2 separate regions of the Mus musculus genome follow, and region 1 is linked to region 2. A link is a contact called in public promoter capture Hi-C data. All regions are on one chromosome and are shown on one strand. Each heading gives the region's core, a stretch centred on a gene start, on an enhancer-like site or on the middle of the called end of the contact. The rest is flanking DNA. Distances are from core to core; before and after follow the strand shown. Region 1 holds the start of Sap30l (SAP30-like). Region 2 holds the start of Tnip1 (TNFAIP3 interacting protein 1).

What was found. Promoter capture Hi-C pulls out the DNA fragments that hold promoters and counts their contacts.
Region 1: a contact with region 2 is called in a promoter capture Hi-C map of embryonic stem cells, with 4 times the contacts expected there. The contact joins the promoter of Sap30l here to the promoter of Tnip1 in region 2. A contact is called at or near these places in 2 of 39 promoter capture datasets (embryonic stem cells and frontonasal cranial neural crest), 1 of 484 Hi-C or Micro-C datasets (B cells) and 3 of 115 datasets of contacts at active chromatin or transcription factors (embryonic stem cells and large pre-B cells).

The regions. Positions count from the first base shown.
Region 1 is chr11:57,797,983-57,804,772 of GRCm38.p6, forward strand. Sap30l (SAP30-like) reads left to right here and starts at 3,655. Exons shown (of 4, transcript NM_001081168.1): 1 at 3,655-4,307. The coding sequence starts at 4,110. It overlaps 2010001A14Rik (RIKEN cDNA 2010001A14 gene), which reads right to left and starts at 3,485. Exons shown (of 4, transcript NR_131042.1): 1 at 3,252-3,485.
Region 2 is chr11:54,959,664-54,966,454 of GRCm38.p6, forward strand. It overlaps Tnip1 (TNFAIP3 interacting protein 1), which reads right to left and starts at 3,277. Exons shown (of 19, transcript NM_001199275.2): 1 at 3,170-3,277.

The sequences.
Region 1 (6,790 bases), core at 2,405-4,904, 2.8 Mb after region 2:
CCTACAGCCACGGAAGGCTGCCAGGGAAGCAGACGGGTGCTGCAATGACCTGGCAGAATGCAAGACTTCTGAAAAGCATCTCAGCATAAAAAAAGAAGAGCCAGGCGGTGGTGGTGCACGCCTTTAATCCCAGCACTTGGGAGGCAGAGGCAGGTGGATTTCTGAGTTCGAGGCCAGCCTGGTCTACAGGACAGCCAGGGCTACGCAGAGAATCCTTGTCTCGAAAACCCAAAAAAAAAAAAAAAAAAAAAAAAAGGAGGAGGAGGAGAAGGAGAAGAAAAAGAAAAAAAAAAAAACACTTTAATCCCAGCACTTGGGGGGCAGAAGTAGGTTGATCTCTGTGAATTCAAGGCCAGCCTGGTCTACAGAGTGAGTTCCAGGACAGCCAGGGCTACACGGAGAAACCCTGTCTTGAAAAGCAAAACAAAACAAAAAACATGCAAAGAAAAGCAGAGTTTACATCCATACCACCCATACCATGGGACCTCTGAACCAGCGCACACTGCCTTGTGTATACTCCCAACTTCATTCTCCACTCTCAACTTTTTACCTACATGGTATCCGTATCAGGCCAGCGGCATGCTTGCTTCTGTAGCTGCCTGTGCCAGTTAGTTCTTGTTTTGTTCTGAAGATTTATTTATTTTATGGATATGAGTATCCTACACCTACATGCCAGAAGAGGCTGTCAGATCACACATTATAGATGGTTATGGGCCAGCATGTGGTGGCTGGGGATTGAACTCAGGACCTCTGGAAGAGCAGATAGTGCTCTTAACCACTGAGCCATCTCTCCAGAACTTGCTCTGGAATATGCACTCTGAAGCAAGATTCCTAGTAAATTGTGTTTTTTTCCATTAATATTTTATTATTTTTGTTACTGTAAAAGCAAAAAAAAAAAAAAAAAAAAGCTTATTAGGTATATTGCAAAAGTAGAACAAAGTATAAAAATGTCAACCACATTTCTGCTACCCCAAATTATCACTCTTTGTAATATGGAGTATTATTTCTCATGTGGTTTTGATTTTCAAAAAAAAAAAATGATGACATTTCTTTTTTTCTGTGGGGAGGTAGTGTATTCCTAACACAGGGAGGCTGAGGTCAGAAGATAATCTGCATTGCTAATTCTCTCCTTCTGCCATGCGGGTGCTGGGGATAGAACTGAGGTCAGCAGGCTTATTGGAAAGGGCTTTAACCCACTGAATCATCTCAGTCCTCCCTTCCTCCCCCAAAGCTTGGTTAATGTTGCTGTTTGGGTTTGGTTTGGTTTGGTTTGGTTTGGTTTGGTTTGGTTTGGTTTGGTTTGGTTTGGTTTGGAGATGGGGCTCTAGCATACTCCCAGGGAGGCCAAATTTCCTGGAGCTCGAATTTCTGGCAGTGGAGAGCCTATGTAGGGGTTTAATGGAAATGAACTGGGATCTTCTGGAAGAGCAGTTATCTCCCCAGCTCTCACCCTGCATGTATTATTTATTTTAAAATAAATACACACACATCACATTCCACAAGTCCATATGCAATTCTATATCCTCGTTTTGTTTTGTTTGAAACAAGGTCTCACATAGCCCAGGCTAGCCTCAAGTTCAATAAGAACTCCAGATCCCGCTACACACTTCCCAAGCAGTGGCATAGCAGGTGTGGACCACCGTGGAGCGCTCATTACTCAGCATTGACAAGGCGTTGTCAAGCGCTCGGAGATCTTTGCTACAGAGTTGCTGGTGAGTTTTAACACTTTCTGAAGATGTTTAATTTTGCTTCACCTCTTCTCGTTTGTAACTTTTAGAGTATTTTTTATAAGCAATTTCGTAATGGACACATTTTGTTTTGTTTTGTTATTTTGAGACAAGGTCTCACAAAACCAAGACTGACTTGCGAGCTATGTAGTCAAGAATGATCTTGAGGGGCTGGAGAGATGGTTCAGCGGTTAGGAGCACTGACTGTTATTCCAGAGTTCAATTCCTAGCAACCACATGGTGGCTCACAACCATCTGTAGTGGGATCTGATGCCCTTTTCTGGTGAGTACAAAGACAGCTACAGTGTATTCATATCCATAAAATAAATAAATAATTCTTTTAAGAAAAGAGAGAGAATGCCCTTGAACTTCAGATCTTCCTGCTGAAAGGTGGGACTACAGGCCAGTGCCGCCACATCCTGTTTAAGTAGTAATGTGGAACAAATCCAGAGCCTCGAGTGTGCTGATCCACTCTGCCACCAAATTACAGCCTCAGCCCCCACAGTGGCCTTAAATTTTTATCTGGTAGGTGTATTTTCTAACATACTGTCTCCTGTGTGAAATTAATAAAAGTAAACTGTACAAACGCACTTTTAGACCTCTGGAGAGAATTTAAGAGCTTTCCGGACACCCATCCCATAACCATACCTCTCCCCCACAACACTACTGACTGTAGGACCCGACCCTCAGAAAATTCCCTGTGTCCTTGCATCAAGGACGAGGTGACACCCTGGTCTTGGCAGGGTGCGGTGGCCTCCTCCCGGGTTGGTCTGAGTTAGCTTGAAGCAATAAAACTACAAATCAGTCTCTAACAAGTCTGAAGGTGAGTCCTCCGTTGGTGGCCTAAGGGCTTTTCACCTTTGCCTCAGCCCACAAAGTCCACCCTGAAGATCAACCCAGGCCAGGGTTGCTCTGACGCTGGGCTCTCCTCCTTAAGTCCCTTCTTCCTTGGTGCCCGCTGTACTCAAAGATTTCTAGTTCACCTGTCCGACCTCTCCTGTCTCTCAGTGCCTCTTTACGCGCATATGCACTTCCTCGTTAGCTTCATGTCCCACACCATGCACCCTGTCTCCCGCTGCCGCGTAGATCCTCCAGCCCAGGCTTTTCCGTTTTGCCCAGTCTGTTCTCCTGGCAGCACTTTCTCCCTAAGGTCTCCTTCCCATACCCTTCCCTTGTCCCTCAGTTTTCCTCCGCACGTCGATGCTTCAGTCCACTGCGAACGTGATCTCTGCTGCAAGTCTGTCCCTGCTTCCCGCAGACCCCACTCAACATAGGAGACCTTGCGGCCTGTCAGATCCGGCTTAGCATTTCGTTCCATAACCGGCTTGCTCACAACCCCACTATGGAGCCGGACCTCTGCTCAGGATCCCGCGCTGGGATTGGGAACCTGCTCAACATCCCATCCCGGAATGGAGACCCTGCGACCCTCCATATCCCGCTCAGCACCACTCCCTGAGGTGGAGGCCCCGCGTCCCTCCTGACCTAACACAGCATCTCGCCCCAGAGCCAGAGGACCTCGCTCACCATTCCTGGCCCGGACCAGGACATCTTGCATTCTTCCAGACCCCGTTCAGCATCCCTCGCGGAGCGAGGTCCCTATTTACCATCCTAACGGCCTAGAACATCCTGCATCCCTCCAGACCCATCTCAGCATCCCACTCCACAACCAGGACTAAACCTGCGGCCCGCTGTCCTCTCTAGCCCGGGTAACTCTTCCCTCTTGCACTTTCTCTACTTTGAACCCATCCCAGCAGAGTCCAGGAAGTAGCCTGGCACCGGAGACCGGCAGCGATGGCGCCCAATGGGAACTGCCAGCGGCGACGTGGGCCCCGCCTACATAAAGAATACGACCATTGAGCGCACAGAGGCGGGACTTCCGCTGTGCCGCGGCGGGCGGGGGAGCGCACTGTTGTGGTGCGGCGCGTCGGGCGGGCGGCGGCCGGGGCGGCCCAGGGGCTGCCGCGGGGACTCGGGGCGCCGCCGAGCGGCCAGGCGCTGGGGCGGCCCGAGCACACCGCGGGGCCCGGACACGGCAGGTTCGAGGCCGGGCCCCCGCGCGGGGAGCCACGGGGTGGAGACTTTGCCGCGCGGCGCGGAGCAGGCGGGAGCCGGCGGGGGCCTCGGGAGCCCCAGGGCGGCCGGGCCCGGATCCCGGGGGAAGCCTCGTGAGCCCCGGCCGGAGCCTCGGCGTGTGCATCCCCGCCGGGGCCCGGGCTGCAGGAGCACAGAGCAGCCGGGCCTCGCGGAGCTCGGAGCGCGCCTGACCCAGGGCGCACCGTGGGACCCGGGCGCGGGGCTGGCGAAGAGCTGCCCCGCGGGGCTAGCAGCCGCGGAGTGGCCTACAGGGGTCCTCCCCCGGAGGGGCCGGGCCGGGGCGGGGAGATGAACGGCTTCAGCACAGAGGAGGACAGCCGCGAAGGGCCCCCTGCCGCCCCCGCCGCCGCCCCGGGCTACGGCCAGAGCTGCTGCCTCATCGCGGACGGCGAGCGCTGCGTCCGGCCCGCGGGCAACGCCTCCTTCAGCAAGAGGGTGCAGAAAAGCATCTCGCAGAAGAAACTCAAGCTGGACATAGACAAGAGCGTGAGTCTCGGGGCATAGCGCAGGGCCGCGGGAAGGGACCCCGGGGACGCTCCGCGCGGTGGGCCTCGCCGCGCAGTCTGTGCAAAACAGGGGACTCAGGTTCTTGGAGGCCGCTCGGTGCTCCGCGACGCTGCCCGCGTCCCCGAGGGTGGGCTGGGAAACCAGGGAGGGCTTGGCACACTCTCCCTGCCTGGGAAAGCGACAGCAGTTTCCAGCTGTCACTGTTGCGCCGAATAGCAGAGCAGAGAGAGGTGGGTTACTTTTGCAAGAATTGGGCAAAAGAGGTGACAAGGGAACCGGGAGGATCTTCTCCAACTTCGTCCTCCCTCCAGGGACCTTGTCGCTCTTTCAGACACTAGCAAGGTGGCCGCGACTTTCCTGTCTGCCGCGGCCTCCGGTCTCTGCAGCGCAACACAGAGCCCGCTTCGCTGGCAGCGAATGAGTTTTTCTGAGATGTGGCAGAAATAAGGCCAAGGCCGGGTCTTAAATGATTTGCTGTGGATGTGATTGAAGGGGGCGGGGAATCAGCTTTCTTGCGGGGATTAGCATCTTTGGTAATGCCGTTGGAGGTGGAGAGGTGCAAATTTAAAATGGAATGAGATTGCCCTATGCCTTGTGGCTAATTATAAGAAACTTCCTGAGTGATTTCACCTACTCTGGTCCTCAAGATGTGCCTACTGCCAACCGGTTAAGAACTTTTCAGTTTGACATCTGTTGCTGCAAGCCCTGAGTGGCAGCTTCCAGGTTAGGAATTGAGACTGAGTTAAGGAACTTCTCATATTCAGGAGTTTGAATGATTACTGTTCAACGGTTTGGGGAAATCAGACATTGCTTGGTAGCGGGAAAGGGAGCCGATCTTTACACTTCTGATGTGGCAGAAACTGAGGCTGGGGGCGGGGGGGTAGGAAGCAATGGCGCCAAGAGCACACTGCACTTAAAAGCTGGCTAATTTCCTAAGCCCACTTATTGCCTGGCTTGCTTCCAAACCTTACACCCAGTTTTCATTCGTCTATAATAAATAAGATCATCATCCTTTCTTCTAGACTCTTCTCTTGCACACTCAGTTTTATTTAGTCAACCAGTAGAATCCAGCTCATTTGAAATCGTGCTGGGTTTTGTTTTTTGTTTTTTTATGATTGGGACCTTCCTTTTTACAAATGTCTTGTCAGTAAATAAATGAGTGAGTGAATGAATGAATGAATGAGATTACTCTGAAGCAAAGCTGGCTAAACCCTCAGGTGTCCCCTGCTAATCACACATGGGAGTGAAAGTGATCCCGAGACTGGGGATGAGTTTATCCACATGGAAACGGTGCCTGCCTCCCGTGTGGGCTGCTGGCAGTGCTCACATCTGGATGGTTTTGTTGTTGCAGTAAAGACTCCATTTATCCACTCACCCCATGGGGAAGCCATGTGGAGCAGTGTTGAGCATGTCGATGTCACACACACTCACACACACATCATCATCATCTGGAAGAAAGGCCCCCTCTGCCCTGTACTAGCATCCCCAAAGGCAGTACTTGGGAAGGCTTGTGGTTAGATGTGCGGCCTTAGTCCATTTCAAGGTGGTAGTACAGAGTCATTATCTCTGAAACAGTTTCTATTTCATTCCACAGATGGGCAGGAATTCAGTCCCAAGTAAGTGCTGTGTTACTAGAATGTCTAGCTGTTGTAGCAAGTGAAACAGGAAAGAAAAAACAAACAAACAAACAAACAAAAAAACCCAGACAACCACAGTGAGCCTTTGCTTCCACCCTAAGGCCCCCACCTCACCCACAAAAGCCCCTGAGTCCTGAGATTGCTGAAAAGCAGATTAGACTTGAACATGGTTAAGGACAGAGAATAGCTGTCTGGTAAAAGGATCTGGCAAAAGCCCTTTTAAAATACTATAGCACCCCCCTTCAGGTGGCCACTGGCTGCCTCTGTACTGTATTAGTACATAGCCAACTTGCCGCTGATGGGTTTCTTCTTTGCTTCTGGAGAGTGCTCGAAGCTGGGGATCACATAAAGGAAACAGGCTCCAGTGTCGCTTGGGTTGCTGCCCCCTGCTCTGGTCTGGCCTCTTCCTACCTAAGCTTTAGAAACACCCCACTCTGCCACTCATTCTTCCCAGTTTACCACTATGCTGTGGGAAGCCACTTGCGCTCTCTCTCTCTCTCTCTCTCTCTCTCTCTCTCTCTCTCTCTCTCTCTCTTGGTTTCTCGAGACAGGGTCTCTCTGTAGCCCTGACTGTCCTGGAACTCACTCTGTAGACCAGGCTGGCCTCGAACTCAGAAATCCTCCTGCCTCTGCCTCCCAAGCGCTGGGATTAAAGGCGTGCGCCACCACTGCCCAGCACCACTTGCTCTCTCAAGAGCCACTTACTTACATTGTCAGCCCAAGTGCCAGCTGCCAGGAATGGAGCAGAGGTCACATGTCCTCTTGTTTCACCTGGGTGTTACTCTTTTTGGTTTTTTCGAGACAGGGTTTCTCTGTGTAGCCCTG
Region 2 (6,791 bases), core at 2,027-4,526:
AGTATGCATGTGTATGTGGGGCAGCACACAGGTGTGTGGGGGCCAGAGGTCAACCTGAGTGTCATTGCTCAGGAGCCTTCCACCTTGTATTTTGAGACAAGGTCTCTTGCTAGGACCTTTAGCTCACCAATTAGACTAGGCTGGTGCCAGCAAGCCCTGGAGATTCGCTCATCTCTATCTCCACTCCCCCTAATCCTCCACCCATGTGCTGGGTGGGACTAAAGTGTGGATCACTGCAATCGGCTTTTTCTTATGTGGGCTCTGGAGGTCAAACTCAAGTCCTCCACTTTACTGACTGAGCTATTCTATCACCCCTTCTTTACTTTTTTGAGCCAGGGTTTCATGTAGCCCAGGTTGGCCTCAAAATCACTCTCTAGTGAGGAAGACATTCAACTTCTGGTTTTCACGACTCCCTGTCCTGAGTTCTGGGATGTAGCCCCACATCTCCTTTCAACTCTCCTGGGGACTTAGCTTTGTGTGTGATAGGCTACCCTCTGCCTACTGAGCTAAGGTTCATTCCCAGGCTGGAAATAGAATTTTGAATCAAAGAAGTATGAGCCTTATTGTCTTAGAGTGGAAGATAAGGAGCCTGGGCTGGGGGAGAGTGGACCTGAGAGGTGGGGGTGGGAGCATTTAGCAATCCTGGATCTCTTCCTGGACTCTCAGCCCGAGGCAACCTCGGAACACAAAACCCTGTGTGGATTCTAGGTACTTTCTGCTCTTGGGTGTGTGATTATCAGAAAGGGAGATTTGGGTGATGGTTAACAGAGATAAGGAATGACAAACATGTGACCCTGACTGAAATGGGATTTGAGTGCTGGTGACGATTACAGACGGTGCTGGCCCACCCTACTCAAGACCCGGATTCCATCCCTAGTACCTCAGAGAACCGCCTGTGATGGCACACATTTGTAATCCCCACAGTCAAGGGGTGGAGGCTAGAGGATCAGAAACTCAAGGTCAGGCTCAGTTCCATAGGGGATTTGGGGCTAGCCTGGGATACATGAGACCCAGCCAGAAGAAAGAAGAAAGAAAAGGAAAAAATGGCATGTCAACTGGATGACTGCCCCAATCTTAGTTCTACAGAGGCAGAAGCATCAAGACCAAGAATCCAGAGCCAGCCTGGACTACATGAGACTCTGTCTCAAAGCAACCCCTTCTCATCAAATCATACACAAACAACAACAACATCAACAATGGCACTAAATTAACTGAGTCTGTAGTTTCAGCTCCCCTCAGCCTAAAAAGGCATTTTTAATTCTACCTACCTTCCTAGGCTATGAAGGCCACAGTTTTTTTCTGTGTTCATGCATCATCTTTTACATTTATTTTTATTTATTTATTTATTTATTACAAGTGTGTATCATGTGTGTATGTCTCCCTAGCACATGTCACAGCACATGTAATGGAGCTCAGAGGACTGTATGTAGGAGTCCTGTCTCTCTTACTACATGAGTCCCAGGGATTAAACTCGGGTTGTCAGACTTAGCAACAAGCTCCTTTAGCCCCTGAGCCATCTCTGCATCCCCCAGTCATCCTCTCAAGAGGAAGGAAAGCATTTGCATTCACAACTTGCCCTCTTCCCAGGACACCTCCCACCTCCTGAAGTCTGGGCTTTGATTCTGACCCTGACACTCACTCCTGGTCTGTAACCTAGCTTTCTAAGCAAGGCTATGGGGACAACAGCAGGGCCAGTTTGTGGCACACACAGAGAGAAATGGCCCTAGTGATAAGAAGCATGGTCATTGTGGTCTGGGGCAGCAGGGAGTGTGGATCTTCCTCTCTCAGGGGATCTCAGGCCTACTGCTGGGGCTCACTTTGCCTGGATCTCACTGAGAGCTGTCTGAGGAGGTGGCCTCTGGCCACGGCTGCTGGCTTCCTCGCCAGCCTTGTCCTCCTCTTTCTCCTCCCCGGCTCTTTCTCCTGTGTCCCTAACCTGCCTGTTATTCTCTGGTTTCTAGGACAATGACACCAGGGAAATTCCCAGCTCCTCATACACTGGCCCTGCCAGGCCCCTCCCACGGTCTCGAGGAGTCCTGGGTCTTTCCTTCTCTGGCTTCTCTCCCTCTGGCCCGCCTGACTCCAAATCAGAGTATCAAGCTGGCTCCAAACTGGGATCCTAGCTTGCTCCTCATCATCTTCCTGGAAGTGGGAAGAGATTAGTCCCTAAGGGAGGCAGACCCATAGGACCAGAACATTGCCCAATCCTGGGAAGCCCTACCAGGCCCCAATAGCATTTCTCTCTCAATCTACCCCATACCTTCTCATGTCTTCTAGAATCTCGCCACATTCCTCCCTCATTCTGCAGTCCAGAGGTCACTGTCAAAAGTCAGACCCAGCCTCTGGCCCTTACCTCCCCCAGCCAGGGACTTCCCTAGGCTGGCCCTCTGACCAGCTTCGGAAAAACTGGACTGCTTATTATCAAAAAAAGAAGTCCCCACCATCTGCCAGCCCTTGGCCCCACTCCCAGGGCCTCAAGTTCTCGGTGAAAGGTTCACCCTCAGAAGGAGCCAGTGGGCCTCAGAGCAAAGAAGTCTGGAGACAGGGGAGGGGTTCCTTCATTCCAGTGCTGAGGAGGGGCTCAACAGCTATTGTGTCCCCCAGGGAGCAAGATGGGTTTCCACCAACCTTCCTTGTTTGGGTTTAGACTTCCAAACTGCCCAGCTCATCCCACACCATCCCCCTCAAAATTCACATTCACACAGAGACAGACACCCAGACCATCCACAAACATAAACACTCCCATGGACCGATATATGTACCTGCTCCTGGGAGCCTGACACAAATGCAAACATGTCCTCTCACACACAAGAAAATATGGGAACAAGAAAGAGAAAAGTCCCCTTCACCCCTCAGAGAGAGGGATAGTACAGAAAAAGAGAAAGTCTCTCTTTCCTTCCCTTTGGAAAAGTTGCAGACATTCGGAGAGAAGATTGGTCAGAACAAGTACGAGGGAGAGAGACAGAGGTCAGAGGGCAAAGGAGGCTCAGGGAAGAACAGAGACACAGAATTCAAGGCCCTAGGTGGGCCCACCAAGCTAGGCTGGGGAGCAAAAGACCCCAGCTGGCAGAGAAGAGGAGGCCAAGCAGTTACTGACACACAGCTGGGAAGGTCTGGTGGCCTTGACATTACCGTGTGACGCTCCTGGAATCTGCCTTGTCACACCTACCTTCAGCCCAGGTCACTCATCCGAGAATGCACGAGGTGATCTGAAGATGTGCCCAGTGAGTGCGGCCATGCCTCCCTGTGTCCCTGTGAAGGTTGCTGGGCTTTCTGAGCTTCTGCAGGAAGGAGGGCTGGGCGGAGCTGACTCTGAGGCAGGAGGGGAATTCCCCCATGATGGAGAAGCCAGCCACCAGGCAGCCCCACAAGGCCGAGCTGAGGCCCCATCCCGCCTCTGGCAGAGCAGAGGGCCCTTTGCCAGCCTCCACCTGTTGCTCCCCAGGCTGCCTGTCACTTGTGGTAGATTCCAGGAAGGGGAGGGGGCTCTGGAGAAGAGCTGAGAGCCTGCTGGCTCCTGAGCTGGGCTGGGAATCAAGCAAAGGCAGGTACAAGGACACAGGCCACCTGGGCTGCCCTGCTGGGATGGCCTGGAGATATATGTTTCCTCTTTTGTTCAAAGTGGGGGATTCCAGTGTGCGTGGCCTTGGGGAAATCTCCAGGCATCCTGCTCACGTCCTCCTGTCTTGTTCCTGCCTCATCTGCTCCCAAGCATCCTCTCCAGAGGAGGAAAAGTTTCTCATTCTTCCCCAGATGCTGAGTCTTGCTGAGTCTCACTTGGATGTCCAGCCACACTTGGAAACCCTTGGCCCGTTCTGAACCTGCCAGCTGCAGTCTGAGCATGCCACTTCCTCCTGAGCTTTGTGTGATGGTTATTCTCTATGATCAACTTCACTGGATTTAGAAGTCTCGAGGAGATACACCTGGGGTGTGCCTGTAAGGCCTTTTCCAGAGAGGTTTTCCAAAAGAGGGAAGACCCACCTTGAATGTGGACAGCACTGTCCGGGGAGGCTGGGGTTCCAGACTGAATGAAAAGTGGGGATCAGGAGAGGGTTGTTCAAGCACTGTTTTCTGCTTTCTCTGCTCTTCCTGATCCACTAGATGTGAGCGAGCCCCCGGATGCACTTGCCACCACAGCTTAGAGCCACTCCCACACTGCCAGGCCTTCCTACCAGAGTGGACTGTATCACCTCAAACTGGGAGCCAACATAAACCCCTCCTCTAAGATGCTGCTTGTCAGTCTTTTGTCACAACAAATGACTGCTCACACATGCACGTGTCACTGACCCCCATCTCACTCACTGTCACACCCACTGCAAAGTGGGAAACTGAGTCTTGCTCTGTCTGCTTTCTGCAACTGTACCAGAAGCCAAAAGATGCTTTGTCGACACCCCTTGTAAACCACTGACTACATATATAAAGTTACCCACTGCCATTCACTACCTGCCACAAAAATGTCTGAGGAGATAGGAAGAGGCCACCTGGGTGAGAGAGGCTTTCTTGATTATCCCTAGTTCAGGACTGTCCTATCCAACTGAGTGACCATTATCCACATATGGTGGATCAAATGTAAATTAACTAAACCTAAATAAAAGCAATAATTGAGGAAATGAGGAAATAGCTCAGTGGGTAAAGTGCTCACTGATTTTGAGCCCCAGCACCCAAATTTAAAAGTCTGGTGTAGATACACACAGGCCAGTGCTGGGGAGGCAGAGACAGGATATCTGGGATCTGTGGGTCAGCCAGTCTAGCTAAACTGATGAGCCGGAGGCAGTGAGAGAACCTGTCATAAAAAACAAGATGGTTGTCACCTAAGGAGTAACACCTGAGGTTCACTGCTGGGCTTCACGTATATGTACACACATATGCACATGTCCTACACACTCACACTCACACACACATACACACACACACACACACACACACACACACACACACACACACTCAGTTCCTTAATAGCATTAGGCACCTTTCATTGTGATGTATAGCCAGGATGACAGCTGTTCCTACATGTGACTTGAGGTTACAGGTGTGTACTACTATGCATGTGGCTTTGAGCCCTTGAAGAGTGGTCAGTGCCATGAGGAAGATGGTATGGTGTAGAAAAGAGTGCTAGACTGGGAGTCAGGAAACCCCTAACTAAATTCACTTAGAAGTCATTTCTCCTGTCTGGTCTTCAGTTTCTGAATACCACATGGGCCTACAAGTCTGTCCATTCCCTGCACCATTGCAGAGGGTGTTGTTGGATGGCACTGTTCTGGAGGCTGTGGCATATGATCAGATAGTTACAGCAAACACTGGAAAAGATGTGTTTTGTCAGGAAAAATATTGCAGGGAGCTGTAGGTACCAGGGCAGATGTCTAGTTGGGATTTGGGAGCCTGGGCAGCCTTCCTGCAGGAAGTGACTTCTCAGCTGAGACCTGAAAAAAATCAAGGAAGAACACAAAAAAGGATGTTCACCACAAAGGGAATAGACTCTGTACTGAGAAGTGTCTGCACAAAATACTGGCAACCACTCGTCCCAAGTGTGACATGGAGTTTGAAGAAGGGAGAACTAAAGATATAGGCACACATCTTGCACACAGCCCATGGCGAAGGCCGGGCACACGGAAGGGGAGCTGGGGCAGAGTTTGCTGAATTCTTTTCTCAGTGGCTTCTGTGCGCTTGAGGTCGGGATTGCCCAGGGAAGGATGGGAGAGCCTCTGACTATTGCATCACTTCACTTCCATTGCAGCAGGAAGTGAAGGCCAGACAGAGGAAGTGACTTCTCCCTGAGTAACTTGGGGCCTTCCAGACTCTTAGTCCAGTGCTCAATCCCACATCATACTCTCTTCCTCAAGGCACTGGGCACTGTCAAGAACAGGGCTGGGTGGTGCGAATCTGTAAACCCAGCATGGGGGAGGCTGAGGCAGAAGTGAGTTTGAGGTCAGTCTGGCTACATAGTGAGATCCTATCTCAAAAAATAAACAAGGGAGCTGGAGAGATAGCTCAGCAGTTAAGAGTACAGCCTGCTCTTCCAGAGGTCCTGAGTTCAAATTCCAGCAACCACATGGTGGCTCACAACCATCTGTAATGAGATCTGATGCCCTCTTCTGGTGTGTCTGAAGACAACTACAGTGTACTTATTTATAATAATAAATAAATCTTTAAAAAATAAATAAACAAAGGGACGAGAGAAGGCTCAGCAGTTAGAGCATCCATTGCTGTTGTAGAAGACAAGAGCTTAGTTCCCATCTTCCTTGTTGGTGGAAGCTTACAATTGTGTGTAACTCCAGCCCTGTGCAGATTCGACAGCCCTGGCCTCCAAAGACATGTGTGAACATGTATGAATGCAAACACACATGCACACGCGCACACACATTTAAAAATAAAGTAAAATCTTTTTTAAAAAATCAAACAGGGGGCTGGTGAGATGGCTCAGTGGGTAAGAGCACTCGACTGCTCTTCCGAAGGTCCGGAGTTCAAATCCCAGCAACCACATGGTGGCTCACAACCATCTGTAACGAGAGCTGACGCCCTCTTCTGGAGCGTCTGAAGACAGCTACAGTGTACTTACATATAATGAATAAATAAATCTTTAAAACAAACAAACAAACAAAGAGCAACAACAACAACAACAAAAATCCCCTCAAAACAGCAACAAGAAGGTTCACATAGAAGCAGCTACTATAATAGGCTGTCCAGATAATTTTAACATCCCAAGAAGTCCGGCCAGAGAACAGTAGATTTCCCTGGGCATAGAACTTCTCATCAACAGGGAATAAAAACATGTGTCACCTGGCCTCAGTGTT